2 separate regions of the Mus musculus genome follow, and region 2 is linked to region 1. Evidence: chromatin contacts called from public targeted proximity ligation data. All regions are on one chromosome and are shown on one strand. The core of a region is the stretch at or near the end of the contact, and the rest is flanking DNA. Distances in the headings are between cores, read along the strand shown.

Region 1 (7,007 bases), core at 1,463-3,962:
AAGTGATCTTTAATTGTACTTTCCCTCACAAGCTGTATCTCAGAAACTCAGAGGCTTTAAGCAAAACATACACACACATTTTCTGAAACCGTCTCATATAGCTCAGACTAGTCTCAAACTCACTATGTAGTTGAGGCTGACCTTGAACTCTTGATCTTCCTGCTTCTACATACAGGCTTGGCTTGTACCACCCTCTCTCTCTCTCTCTCTCTCTCTCTCTCTCTGTTTGTGTCTGTGTGTCTGTGTCTGTGTGTGGCAGGGGGACTTTGCTCTTAGTTTCACTGACCAAAATATTTTGCAGAGTCATAGCTGCTGACTTATCTTGGGGGCCAAATATTTCCATAGATATACTCATATACTCAGAAGATTTCACTAAGGAACTAACAGCGTTTAACATTTTTGTTTTGTTTTGTTTTGTTTCTTTTTTAATGTCTACATGCAAAAAAAAAAAACCCTCCCAAAAGAAGGCTTTGTGAGAGCTCTGGTAATTTTGCTTGCTCAGTTCTGGCAGCTGCAGAACAGCTGACCATCGTAACGCAGTAAGGGCTAACAGATACCTAGGACCAGGGGTTTGGATCCCATTGCTTGTTAACCAGGCCGGCCAGTGTCGTCTGAGCAATGGGAGGTTCGAGTTTTCATTCAGAGCAAAGGTTCTCGGAGTAGCAGGGAGGAGGACCCCAGCAAGTGTCTGCTCGAGCACCCCGATGGTATTCTAAGCAGGAGGTTTCTCATACCAGAGTGGAGAAGAGCAAGGGACTGACTGCCTGTAAGACCTCAGCAGGGCACTTGCAATTTTACATGGCGAATTTATGGGCTCAAAACTAAATTCCAGAATCAAGTTCCTGTGGTTCACCTACACTAAAACCAGGTCCACTCGAGACCACAGGTCATGCCTGCAAAATAAGAGGAAACAAACCCTTTCTTGGCCTGAGGACTTTGCTTATTCAACTGGTCCAAAGGCCAATGAGCAACTAACCGGTAGGCTTCCTTTCTGGAGCAGGCTCTAGTGAACTGGTATGTGAACTGTGGGGCACCCACACTCATGCCAACTGCTGGTGGCAAGCACTTGGTGACCTAGTGGGATCTCTGCAGTGCCCAGGGCTTCAGACACACAGAACTGGGAAGGAGCCACAAGCTTTGCTCACCTCCAAGGCTTTCAAAACAGATTTAAAAATAAATTCTGTCTTCATCATTGGGAAAACAAGCAAGGCTATGTCTTCTGATCCATTCAGTCCCTTGGTAGGAGCTGTTCTTTAAATGTAGTGATAAACCTTTCCCCAAAACGCCCTAAACCACTTGGCACTGGGAAAGTGGACACTAGTGGGTTCTTTTGCACTCCTCTCCTCCCACCAACATCCTCTGTTAATGCGATTCAGGATGTTATTTATTTACTGGAAGCCTGACTTCCCTTTGCATAAGGTTCTGGAGGAACCCATGTGACCCCAAGGATTCCATTAACTTCCAAAGGCATTTTATTTTTGGCGGGGAAGACCTTGGACAGGAGCAGGCAACACCAAGCATTCCCAGACTCAGGAGCAAGGTGCAGTGCCCAGGGAGAAGGGGCTGCCCCATCGTCCCCTTTCCAGCAGAGGCAGCTGTAACTTCCAGATAGAGGGTGGAGCCTGGCTAGGAATCCACTTTCTCTCAAGGTGCACCTGTCCTTACCTGCTGGATGGCCCCACCTGGGGTGTGAAGACCCACAGGGTTCCCACCCTACAGCACATTGCCAAGTTTAGGTTATACAGACAACCTGGCCAGAAAATGAGATTCTAAACACAAGTAACTCAAATCTCTGAGCAATGGCCCGGACATCCACCTAGTCCTGGCTCAGCGGTATGTCAGGCATGGGCCACTTAAATACACCCAAGTGTGAAAACAAATAAAAGCAGCTTATATTATTTTCGATAGAAAAACGTGGTGAGCAGCTTGCCCAGGAGGAAGAAGGGGGTTGGGTTCTCTCAGCGCTGGTTCCCTGTGGCCTCAGTGAACCACAACTGCTGGCTCAGAAATGAGGCATGAATCTGACTGGAGAGGTACCCTCTAAGAAGGTATCTACCCTCTGCTCCAACATTCCCAAGGTCTCCACCATTCCGCGGGCTCAGATGTCTCTTTAAATCTGACAGAGAACAGTAATTCATACAGTCGCGGTTGGGCACGAAGGTGATGGTGGTGGTGGTGATGGTGGTGTGTGCAAGTGGTGGGAACAGTTAAGGATGAAGATCAAATTAAACCCCATTTAACCCCGCTTGTTTTCAAAGGACCCCTGCCCACCTTTCACGCGCCCTCTGATCATTTTGGAGAAAGCAGAGACAGCAGCCCGTGGAGCACCAGTATGGGGGAGGGAGGGGGTTAAGAACATTGTTTCCCCCGGGTGACACCAAAGCGCTCTGGTTGATCTGGAGCTTGGGGGCCCAGTACCGGGGAATGCGGGCAGCGCGTGCCACGCCGAGCCCACCCGGTCCCGCACGCGGCCTGGCCTCGGGCACGCGCCTGGTGCCCCCGCGCGCGACTCACCTAGTACCACGGCGGCCACGGTGGAGAGCAGCAGCCAGTGATTCCGTAGGAAGCGGCGCCAGTCACATCCCGAGCTCGTGGGCTTCCCCATGGTGAGCACTGACGTTTGCGATGAGTCGGGTAGCCTGGCCGATGCGAGATGCGGGATGCAGGGCACAGTGGAGACAACGCGCACCGGCCGCTGTCAGCGCTGCCACTGCCGCTGGGGACCGAGCACGGTGGTTTTGCGTGGCGGGCGCGCCTGGCTCCTCCCGCCGCCGCTCGCTGCAGCGACCGGGCCAACCAGCGAGACGGAGGGCGGAGCGTCCCGGCGGGATGGTGCGCGTGGGGCGATCAAGTCCCCTTGGGCTCCCGGTGGAGGTGTCCCACCGAGGAGCTTCTGACCCACTACGATCCTCACCAGTCTCCTTGGGGACGCACAGCCCTAGCCCAGTGCGAAGGGATTTGATATGGGACGCGTTTCTGCCTTGGGCCTCAGGCTTCAGAGCCACAAGAAGGGACACACTGTCAGAGCAGCTTTGGGGTGACGCACTGTCAGCAGCTTTGGGGTTTTTTTTCCCCACGTGATCTCTGATATTACCTGCGGGACTATTTAATTCTCTGATATTCCCTGCGGGATTATTCTCTGACTCGAGGGTCAGACAGGATCTGCCCGGACCAAGGCTTGGTTGTACACCTTGCGCGTGGGCGTGGTCATCTCTTGCACAACTTAACAAATGCACCCCTAGGGACTCGCCTTGTGGCCATTACTGGGTAATTAAGGCCTGCTGGTGTGGGAAGGTGGGCGGGCCTATTCTATCCCCAAGGCCAAATACCTTACAGGGTGTAGTTGGGAGAATCTGGGTTAGTGTGGTCACACACTTTGCTACCTGAATTTCTTATTCTGGTTTTACTCTTACTTAAGCAGACTCCTTTTTTTTTTTTTTTTTTTTTTTTTTTTTTGGTTTTTTGAGACAGGATTTCTCTGTATAGCCCTGGCTATCCTGGAGCTCACTTTGTAGACCAGCCTGGCCTCGAACTCAGAAATCCGCCTTCCTCTGCCTCCTGAGTGCTGGGATTAAAGGCGTGTGCCACCACGCCAGGTTTTAAACAGACTCTTATCTCCTTAGCATATCACTAACTAAGTGAGCCCTGTGCCCTTTTTGCATTCTGGGGTTTACTCTTTAGTTGGCTGTCAGGGGACTCTCCTTGACCAGATTACTCGACCACTAGAATCCCCCAATTAAAGCCTCATTCTTTTGGTTCAGAGTGATTTTTAAAAACCCTTCAAAAGACAATGGATTAAGCATTATTAACCATGCACACTATACTATGAATGATCTCACCTCCTTTCCAGGTGTTAAATTCTCAAAAGAAAAAAAGAAAAAAATCAGGAGAGAGGAAACTCCCTCGAGATTACTGGTTTCTTGGGGGAAGAGCTGGGAATAAAAATTCCCGAAGAGGGCAAACTATCAAGGAAAAGACTGGAGAGATGGCTCAGCGGGTAAGAGCACTGACTGCTCTTCCAGAGGTCCTGAGTTCAATTCCCAGCAACCACATGGTGACTCACAACCATCTGTAATGAGATCCAATGCCCTCTTCTGGTGTGTCTGAAGACAGCAGCAGAGTACTCATAAGAAAGAAAGAAAGAAAGAAAGAAAGAAAGAAAGAAAGAAAGAAAGAAAGAAAGAAAGAAAGAAAGAAAGAAAGCTTTCTAAAAAAAAGAAAGAAAGAAAGAAAAAGATTCACTCTACAGGACAGAGGAGGAGGAGGGATTGAAGTGAGAAGCCCACCTCCGTGTCTGGTCATTGAACTAATTCCTCCTATATGGGAATGTTGAGGGCGGGGGGAGGCACCCAGAGCTCTAATGAGAAGTTGCTCCAGTCACTGGTTTGCTTGACTCAAAGTTTTTTGGGGTTTTTTTGGGGGTGGGTTTCCTTAAGGGTTCATCCTCTCCACTTGCAGATGACACTTGAGGCCTTAATGAGCTATGCTCAACATCCATTTTATGAGAGCAGGGGAGTAAACTCCTAAATTCACCGTTGCTATGGCTGACGTCTCATACTTCATTGGGATTTCTCAGCCTAAACCAACAAAGAAATGGTGGGGACACGCAATACCCTGCAAAGTTGAAGTCCCCTAATGCATGTGTGTGTGCTCTCTCCCCATCTAATCTATGTATCTTTCCTATCTTCTACCTTTGTATCTCCATGGACACAAATGTTGTCAGATGGAATGGTAGTTGAGAGCCATTTCCCCTGAATGCAACACACCCATGCCTGGAAGATAAAATTCACTTTCCTGCCATTAGAACCTGAAATCAAGGAGAAAGAAGTGCTAGAGCTGTTTTTCCACAATAAATGTGAACACCTTCCTTTTACTCCTAAGTCTTTCAGACTTTATCCAGAGAAACTTTAGGTTGATTTCCATCAGTAAGTTTCTCTCATGCAATGGTTCCCTCCTCCTTCTTCTAAGAAACTGGTGTTCCTTATTGTTACCGTTTCCCTTTTACTGTTGGCTCACGGAGATATCTAGTTAGTGATTAAAGGAAAGAGACTTTGACTTTGTCATACACTGTTAAGCAGCAGGTGACAGCCTGATCTGAAATGAAAAAGACACCCAGAAACCAAAGGCCAACTCTTTCTGGCTAGCCTTTTTGGGGTGATTTGATGGCTGCAGTTCACCCTCCTAAGGCAGAAATGGTTCCATGGTTTCACGCAGCTGTGATAGAGGAGGCCACAGGCACACCAGTGACCATCAGTTTCTCAGGTAGCCTCTGGTGACAGTGGCTGTAAACCCTGAGGACACTTCGGGTGTACCAGATGCTCTTGGACTTGGGCTCTTCTTTATCTTCTGATCTCGAGTTTGGCATTACAAACCAGAGACATTAACTGCCACGGGAACTCTTCAGTGTTCTTACAAAGCTGAATTGGCTGAAATAAGTTTATTATTCTTACACGCCCTTGAAATCTGTGCTTCAACGGGCTTTATTGCTTACTGGGAAAAACTGAAGAACAAATACATTTTATCAAGCATAGACAAACCAGCACATAGGAGAGAAAAACTAAACGTTTGCAGTTGCTTCATACAAGATGTGTGACTTTGAGCAATTTACCTAACCTTCCTTAGCTTCTGCTTCCTTTTCTCAAGACACCATATAAGGTAGTAGCTGTGCATGACATCTGTCTGTCTGTCTGTCTATCTACCTATCATCATATCTATCTACCAGTCTGTCTGTCTATCTATCTATCTATCTATCTATCTATCTATCCATCATCTATCTTCATCATTATCTATCTATCCTTCATCTATCTTCATCATTATCTATCTATCTATCTATCTATCTATCTATCTATCTATCATCTATCTATCTATCTATATCTATCATCTATCTATCTACTCAGTATCATCTAGCTATCATCCATCCAGCTAGCTAGATAATGCCATCTCTACCTATCTACCTATCATATATCTGTCCACCAACATCATCTACCCACTATTATCTATCATCCATCCAGCTAGAAAACACTATGATTTTCTTTCTTGAAGATGAGTATGTAATTTTTGATGTAGTTTATCAGAACTTCTTGACCAGTGTTGAGTTTCTGTCTTCACTAAAGACTGTTGTAGGGAGCTTTTCTGAGCAGAGCTGATGACAGCACTAACCTGTGGGCACACACATAGCTATTTAGTTGTTGACAGACACATCATATCTGTGTTGAAAAACAACAGCAGAGCTTGTGGTAGTGCTTTGGACCTCCCAGCTGTGGCTTCTGTCCAAATTTACAGTAACCAGGATGACTTCCCCTCCCACTGAGCAGTGCCAAATCAGAGAATGGTTGCTGTAAACAAGCCTAGTGGATCTCATCAGATAAGACATGAAAGTAGAAAGAGGAGGGGGATTAGTGTTAATGGAGTGTGAGAGGAACAACAGAGGGTTATGAGAGCTTCTAGCCTCCATACAATCTAATCTAGACCTAGAATGTTTTCAGCCTCTCAGACTTTCTGCTGAAAAAGATCACCCTTTATAGTTCTTTCTGAACTCCGGCTGACTGGTTCAACTCAGTTTCCTGGCTAAACTCATCTCCACACTGACTGATTCAAGTTGTTCTCTTTCAGCTTCTGACAGAATTGCTCTGCTTGTTCTCATACTAACTTTGGCCATATCTTCTGGCTCCTTCTCATTCTCTGGCTCTGTGTTTACCTGTGCCTAGCTTGTTTTCTCTTCAATCTTGTTCTCTGTAAAACTCTTCAGGTAAAACTGCCTCCTCTCCTCTCCAAGCTGTTCTCTCTTAAGTTACCTCATAAGCCTTTCTGCTCTCTGTTTTTGTGAGAATTGGGCATATGCTATTCTGTCAAATCTTTCTCTGATTCATCACTTTGTCTGCCTCTCAACTGGAGAGGTCGGTTGATAGCACAATGTCACCCAGAGAATGGCAATATTGTAGCAGAATATTGCCTTATAGGCACAGGTGTGCATCCTAGCACTACAGGCTGAGATGGGAAGATCTTAA
Region 2 (7,007 bases), core at 2,998-5,497, 530 kb before region 1:
GAGCGCTACATTCCAGCCAGTCTAATAGTTTACATTTTCTGCTTCTGTGTTATTCGCATGTTTACAACGTTCATGGGAGAGTAGGTCTTCCCTTACCGTCTCTCTGACCTGTGTGCTCATTCACAGTCAATCTGAAAGGTGTATAAAGCTGACGAGGACGGCTTCTGCATCCTAGCCTCTGAACTCAGTGAGAAAACTATACATCGGTCAAGAGGAAGACGGATGAGAGTCTCACATAGCTCGAAGGATAATCAATAAAAGCGGAAAGAACGCTCTCGATAAGAAAGTCCATGGAGGATCTGTGATACCATTTGGACCTTCTGCTCTACCAAAATTACAGACTCCTCATAGGTAGCATTAGTGAAGATACAGGGATTTCTTGACCTTTCCTGGAAAGGATGTGAAATTGTATAGCTTCTTAAAGGTCAATTTTGTAATCTCTTAAAACTTTAACTGTGCATGTCGTATGATCTCTCTATTCCTGTCTTGGAAATTCATCTTAGAAAATATAAGTCATATGTAACAGAGATGACACAGCCAACAACAGTCCCAGACTTGAAATACCCCATGTATTAGCTAATAAAACTGTGTATACTCAAAATACCGTGACGGATAACTGTGTATACTCAAAATACCGTGACGGATAGATTTCAGTATATGCACAGGGGATGAGTTTGCAGAGAAGTAGGAAGGAGCTTAGAGGGTAGTATATAAACAAAAATATTCTTGTGTCGTAGAACAACCCCACTTCTCTTGAAGACACTGCCTGACAGTGATTATCTGCAAAGGTAATTGTGGCTTTTATAGGGAAGACAGGTAAGTTCTTACACATTTATACTTAAAAAAAAGTTTTGTTTTTTTTTTTTTTACTTATTTTATGTATGTGAGTACACTGTCACTGTCTCTAGACACACCAGAAGAGGGCATCAGATCCCATTACAGATGGTTGTGAGCCACCATGTGGTTGGTGCAGTTTGAACTCAGTACCTCCGGAAGAGCAGCCAGTGCTCTTAACTGCTGAGCCATCTCTTTAGCCCACATTTATACTTTTTTTAAAGGGAAAGAGATAGAAAAGGAGAGATGAAATAGCAAATTTTTTCTTCATTTTTTTGTGTGTGTGTCCAATTTTCAAATGAGTGAATAATCATTTTACTTATTAGGAAAAATAAATCATTACACCTATCGAATTTCTTGTGAGGGACCCTGAAACGGAGCTCAGACGTTGTCACTGAGGTAGAGTGACCATTTCAGTTTATTTTTATGGTTGGATATTGTTGGTGTTGTTATAAAAACGAATGTAGGCACATTACACACATTCTCCTCTAGGGACCGTTTGGTAATATTGGCTAACATATTTATTTGGTTGCCAAAGCTTGCTTGGGACGAAGGAGAGCTGTTACTGATGTGATGAAATAGAGGCCCGAGATGCTGCCAAGACCCTGCCCTGCCGCCTTCCCCCCCTCCCGCCCCCCGCCCCGCCCCAAGGTGACAGACACTGAGATGGCCTACAGCACCACCAGTGCCAAGCTGGAGAAACGGTGACCACTCTCAGCATGTCTGTCAATAGTTTCTGTTCAGCCATTTTCCTCTACACTTTTAAAGATTGATTTATTTTATGTGTAAGAGTGTTTTGTCTGGGACTGGAGGGATGGCTCAGAGGTTAAGAGCACTGGCTGCTCTTACCAAAGTCCTGAGTTTAATTCCTAGCAACCATATGGTAGCTTACAACCAACCACCTATGAGACCTGGTGCTCTCCTCTGCCCTTCAGGTGTACACGCAGGCAGAACCCCATATAAATAATATAGAAAGAAATCTGTTTTGGGGTTTTGTTTTTGTTTTTTAAGAATGTTTTGCCTGCTTGTACATCTGCTTGCCATATGTGTGCCTAGTACCTCTGAGGTATCTCTCCAGCCCCCGTTGTCTCACACATGTAATAGCCATTTTTAAAATGTAAGATTATGGCATAATTTCCCCAAGTCTTGTATTTAACAGGCCCCTAACACGGAGCGCCTTTGCTGTTATGTGTTGTCCCTTTTTTCAGAGTCACAAATATGTGTGTGCTTGGCCAATGTTTGGGCGAGTACCAGTTGTGTACCAGGTCCAAGTTTAGGCTTGAATTATAGATTTCCCTAAGGAGATCTGCGGATCTAGGGAGAAAGACTATGGCAACTGATACCACTACATCTTTGTGCAGCACAAACATTACTTTTTAGATCCCCCCATTCAATTCTTGAAAAATGCAACTTGATTTGTTTAAATAAATATTTAGCTCTCAATAATTACCTGATTACTTATTTTGACTGTTAAGGTCATAGCCTTCTTGCTGATTATTATGAATCATTGATGTTAGAAAAGGGCAGATGCAACAGCATCTGAGAGACTGGGGGAAGAGGCTAGCCTGGGCTACATAGTGAGACTCTGTCTCAAACAACAACAAGAGCATGAAAATAAAAACAAACAACAACAACAAAACAAAAAATAAACAAACCAAACCAAACCAAGGACATTTACAAAAAGAGCAAAATCAAATGACTCATTATTAATCATATCTCTCCAGTTCATCTGCCCAAGCAGATGAGGCAGGATGACATCCAGGCCTGTGAGGACACAGTGACTGTTGCAATGAGGCCCTGGGAGAAATGGCCAAGCCGAGTACTAGACAGTCACAATGAGGTACATGATATCCACTGAAGACTGTACCTAATTTTTCCTACGTTGATGGCAGACTCAGTTGGAACAGTTATCTATTGCTTATGAGTCTGCTTTAAAGCTTAGTATAAAGTCTGAAAGGTGATGGGTTGGGTCTGATAGTCACCTTCTTCAGTATCATATCCTCCCCTCCCTGGCTCTCAGGGTGCAGGTGTGAGCAGTAGATCAAAAGGGGAAATTCAGGGACCATGTAAATCAGCATGGCCTTTGACCTCTAAACCTGCACCTCTTACATGGGCTAAGAGTCCAGGGTCACCTTCTCCCTCCCTCCGGCAAGAAACTGTAACCTTTCACAAATTCCCAGACAAGAGCTGAGAGCCTTTCACAGAACAGAGTTTAAAGTAAAGAAGTGACGCTCATTCAAGATGGGGAAATAGGTTTGTCCCAGGGGAAGTCCAGATGAAGATCTTGGAACGCCACTTCTTTATCTTCCCATGGGGGGGGGGGGCACGGGGGGGGATGGGGGGGGGAAGAGTGCCTGGGGCGGGGAGGGGAAGCAGATGCAAACTTCCTTTCTCAAAAGAGTGAAAATTTACCCAGTTTTCAAATTCTATCAAATGATCCTGAACCCTGTGCTCAAATCCATCCCTTCTCCATCCCTCCTTAGAGCAGCATATAACCACTATCATGTCTTCCTATCTATGATGCTCAGCTGGGAAAGGTGAATATTTTCCCTGTATAAAGTTCTCCTTAAACACCGCTTGGTCACTATCATCATCAGCTGCGGATACTTTCTGGAATGTATTCTCAGGTTGTTGTTTTTTTTTTTTCTACACAAAGGCCTTTCAGACACTCAAACATAATGAAGTACTTATACATATAAGAGTTTATCTAAATGAAATACCTAGCCATATTCCAGACAGTCACATACACAGATGGTCAGTGGATGACTGAGCTAGTAAGGCACTATTACTAACCTGTGCATTCCTCAGTGGGAGAGTGATGCCCTTTAATAACCCAGCACAATGGAATATAGCAATTAAAAAAAAACTGGCTAAGTAATTCATAGGAAAGCACCTGTAATAATTTATTTTTAAAAAAAGATAGAATATTGTACTTTCACCTCTTATGACAACCCCAACCTAAACTTTAACATAGCCTAGGTCACTGTATCTAAGAACTGTTTGGGACATTTTCTTCCAAAAATCCTTTAGGTTCTCTGGGCAGATAGAATGAAAATCTTAAGCTCCAGCATCCTAGACCTCGACAGAGGAAGGGACCTCCGGAGATGCTTCAAGTGGAAAGACCCAGTCATTGCTAGCAAACAGTCAAGTCGCGCTAGGACCAATTAATTCATCTCTTCTGACCCAGCTACCTACCCACAAGATCCATAAACACACAAAACTGCGGATTCTGAGTTCTTAACTTTCCCAGGAAACCGGTTCCCTTCTCCGTCCTAAAAAGGTCTAGGGATTCTGGCTCTTTAAAGTGCCCTGCAAGCGGATTCCGCGAGAAGATGCTCCCTTACCTGCAGGCGAGGAGACTGGCCCGCGACGTGCAAGTGCAGCCTGGCATGAGGCTTGGGGACCACGATTTCCTGGTCTTATCTCGAGTTCAGAGCCCCGCCCACTCCGCGGAAGCCTTGTCCAACCTCCGCTGTCTGTGAAACCGAAGCCACCCAGTCCCTTTGAGCATGAGTTTATCTCATAGTATTTCCTGCGGATGACTTTAGAGTCAGCTTTGGGATATTCACAGTTTAAGAAAAAACGAAACTAGGCTTCGGTGCGGTGACACACGCCTTAATTCCAGTACTCAGGAGCCAGTGGCAGGTGAGTCTCTGGTCTATAGAGAGAGCTCCAAGACAACCGGGCTGCTACTGAGAGGCTGTCGATAAAAACAAAAACAAACAAACACTATTTAAAAACGAAACTAAAAGTGAAAGTGAAACCTGCATTAGCTTTCTTGTAAATCAGGTTCCCTCAAAGAAACAGTCCAGAGTAAACAACTCAGCTCTATTTTGGGTGGGAGTGGAACCTGAGGTCGGGGGTGGGGGTGGGGGGGAGCGTGTGCTTGGAGATCCACATAGGTTGCCTTCCTCTACAGCTCCCACCTTGATTTTTGAAAGAGGGTCTCTCTTACCTAACCTCGGGCTCGCAGCTGGCCAAACTAGCCGGCCAGCGTGGTCCAGGGATCCCCATCCGCGCCCCTGCTGCCAGGGCTAGGGTCTCAGAAATGGGCCATCACTGCATTTATTATGGGTAATGAGGACCCGAATTTCAAATCTTCAGGCTTGAGCAGTGAGCGCTTTAGAAGCAAAATATCTGAAGTCATAAGATCTCTGACTTAAATTTTATCTTCAGAATCCAGACACTTCAAATTACCATCCGATTCCCCATCTCTTTCAAGCCCTTTCTGGATACGTGGATACGTGACAGTCTTGACATGACTTTACATATAGAGTTATACAACCTATAGAGTTAATATCAAGCAAATGACTCAGTTTTAATTCTAGAAAGTAGGTGTGTCTGTATAATAGGAAATATATTTTTAAATCGTGGATTTGGTGACTTCCTCAAAGTTCCTCGACATAATGAAACCAGTTGTCTTGCCGTTCAAGAACTTCCCATCTCGAACCGTGCCCTTTGTGAACGCTGTGGATCACGGCCAGTCTCGGGATCCAGGTGGGGGAAGTCTATTCTAAATGATGTTGAGAAAGACTTTCTGCGAACTGGAAGTGTGGACTTTTTCCAAGACAAAACCTTGGGAACTCCACAGAGCACTGTCATCTTTAAACATTTCACTGTTGGACTTCAAGGGCCTTCTTCATTCTCTGCTTTCCCCCACTTACTTACTAAAACTACTATTCCAAAGTAGTGCACTGGGTGAATACTGGGGTGTCCGCTGGCTTAGTTGTAATGAGATTTTCACATTCTCAAAGCATCTCCATTTTTAACTTGGAAGTCATTGGGGTTGATGCTGCCTAAAGGATCTATAGAGAATGTGGCACTCTAAACAGCAACAATAAAATTGGAATAAGACCAGAGCCTCAGCTGAGATAGTCCCTCTTCCAAATGTCTTTTGAACCCCAATAATAGAATAAAGCAATTAAAGTTAGAGATAACATTAGTTGGCTGACTGAAAATAAAATATAGACTTTATATGTGGAAATTCAGTCTAAACATATGTGTGTGTATATACACGTGCACAGACAAAACATATTTCTAGTTAATAGGTTTGTGTTTGTTTGTTTGTTTGTTTGTTTTTGGTTTTTCGAGACAGGGTTTCTCTGTGTCCTGGAACTCTGTAGACCAGGCTGGCCTCGAACTCAGAAATCCGCCTGCCTCTGCCTCCCCAGTGCTGGGATTAAAGGTGTGCGCCACCACGCCTGGCCAAGCTTTATGATATGTTAGTATGGTTGTGACTATTCAGATCTGTAAAAAATTCACTTTAGAGACCCACTCCTTAGCTGAGTTCCCTTGGTTCCATAAGGATCTGAGAGGTGAGGATTAAGCCACACCCCCTTAGTAGTCTCTATGATATGTGAATTCCTTCTAAAGCTAGAAGAGGTGAGGTGGTTTGGTTTTGTTTGTTTTGTTAAAGCATTGCTTACAGTCTACATAAATTCTCCACAGAGAAGGCAAGGGGTGACTGAACCTGGTCTCTCTGAAGCTCTCCATGGGAACTGGGGCCTGCTGCTTTCGCTGATTTGCATATGAGTAATCTGAAGAGTCGCCCCACCCCCACTCCTCCACCTGTTTCTACTCCTCCGACATTTATTCTCCCATGAAGTTGTCCATGCCCCCTTAATGAAGTTTTGGTATCCTCCAGAAATAGAAAGTGAGGATGTGACTTTTATACACACACACATACATGTATACATGTATATATGTGTGTGTGTGTGTGTGTGTGTGTGTGTGTGTGTGTGTGTGTGTATAAAATCACCATCTCAAAAATACACATAAGCCAAAATAGCCTAGGCAAGGAGATAAGTATCCCTGAAAATGATATGAGTTTTTGTGATTTGGACAAAATGAATAGAGAAACGGTCAGACAAGAGAAAAACAGCGGCTAGCCAAGACTGAAGAGTGGAACAAATCTCTAATGTCATTTCTAATCTTGCTGTTTCCTGTTCATACCCCACCTGGCCTACTCATTTCAGGGAGATAAACCTCCTTGCTGCTCCCAGTCTGCTTAGCTGACGATGAAGACCAAGCAACCATCTCAAGGGTAAGGCACTACACAAAGTGATTCCGGAGATACCCAACCTGCAGGAGGGACAAACTGCAAAGGCTGAAGGGGAGCAAGCGTGGACAGTTCCTGCAGAGAATATTACTGTGCTGCAGTCTAGACTGAAAGG

Evidence for each region.
Region 2: a contact with region 1 is called in a targeted proximity ligation map of embryonic stem cells, with 21 read pairs. A contact is called at or near these places in 9 of 39 promoter capture datasets (the 3T3-L1 cell line, cranial neural crest, embryonic stem cells and 4 more), 1 of 484 Hi-C or Micro-C datasets (embryonic stem cells), 11 of 130 datasets of targeted methods (astrocytes, embryonic forebrain, embryonic midbrain and 5 more) and 1 of 9 other capture datasets (adipose tissue).

What each region holds. Positions count from the first base shown.
Region 1 is chr19:28,830,840-28,837,846 of GRCm38.p6, reverse strand. Slc1a1 (solute carrier family 1 (neuronal/epithelial high affinity glutamate transporter, system Xag), member 1) reads right to left here and starts at 2,712. Exons shown (of 12, transcript NM_009199.3): 1 at 2,515-2,712. The coding sequence starts at 2,605. All of the region lies in intron 2 of Gm52404 (a long non-coding RNA gene), which reads left to right.
Region 2 is chr19:29,364,678-29,371,684 of GRCm38.p6, reverse strand. Cd274 (CD274 antigen) reads right to left here and starts at 4,247. Exons shown (of 7, transcript NM_021893.3): 1 at 4,179-4,247. It also overlaps a transcript of Plgrkt not described here.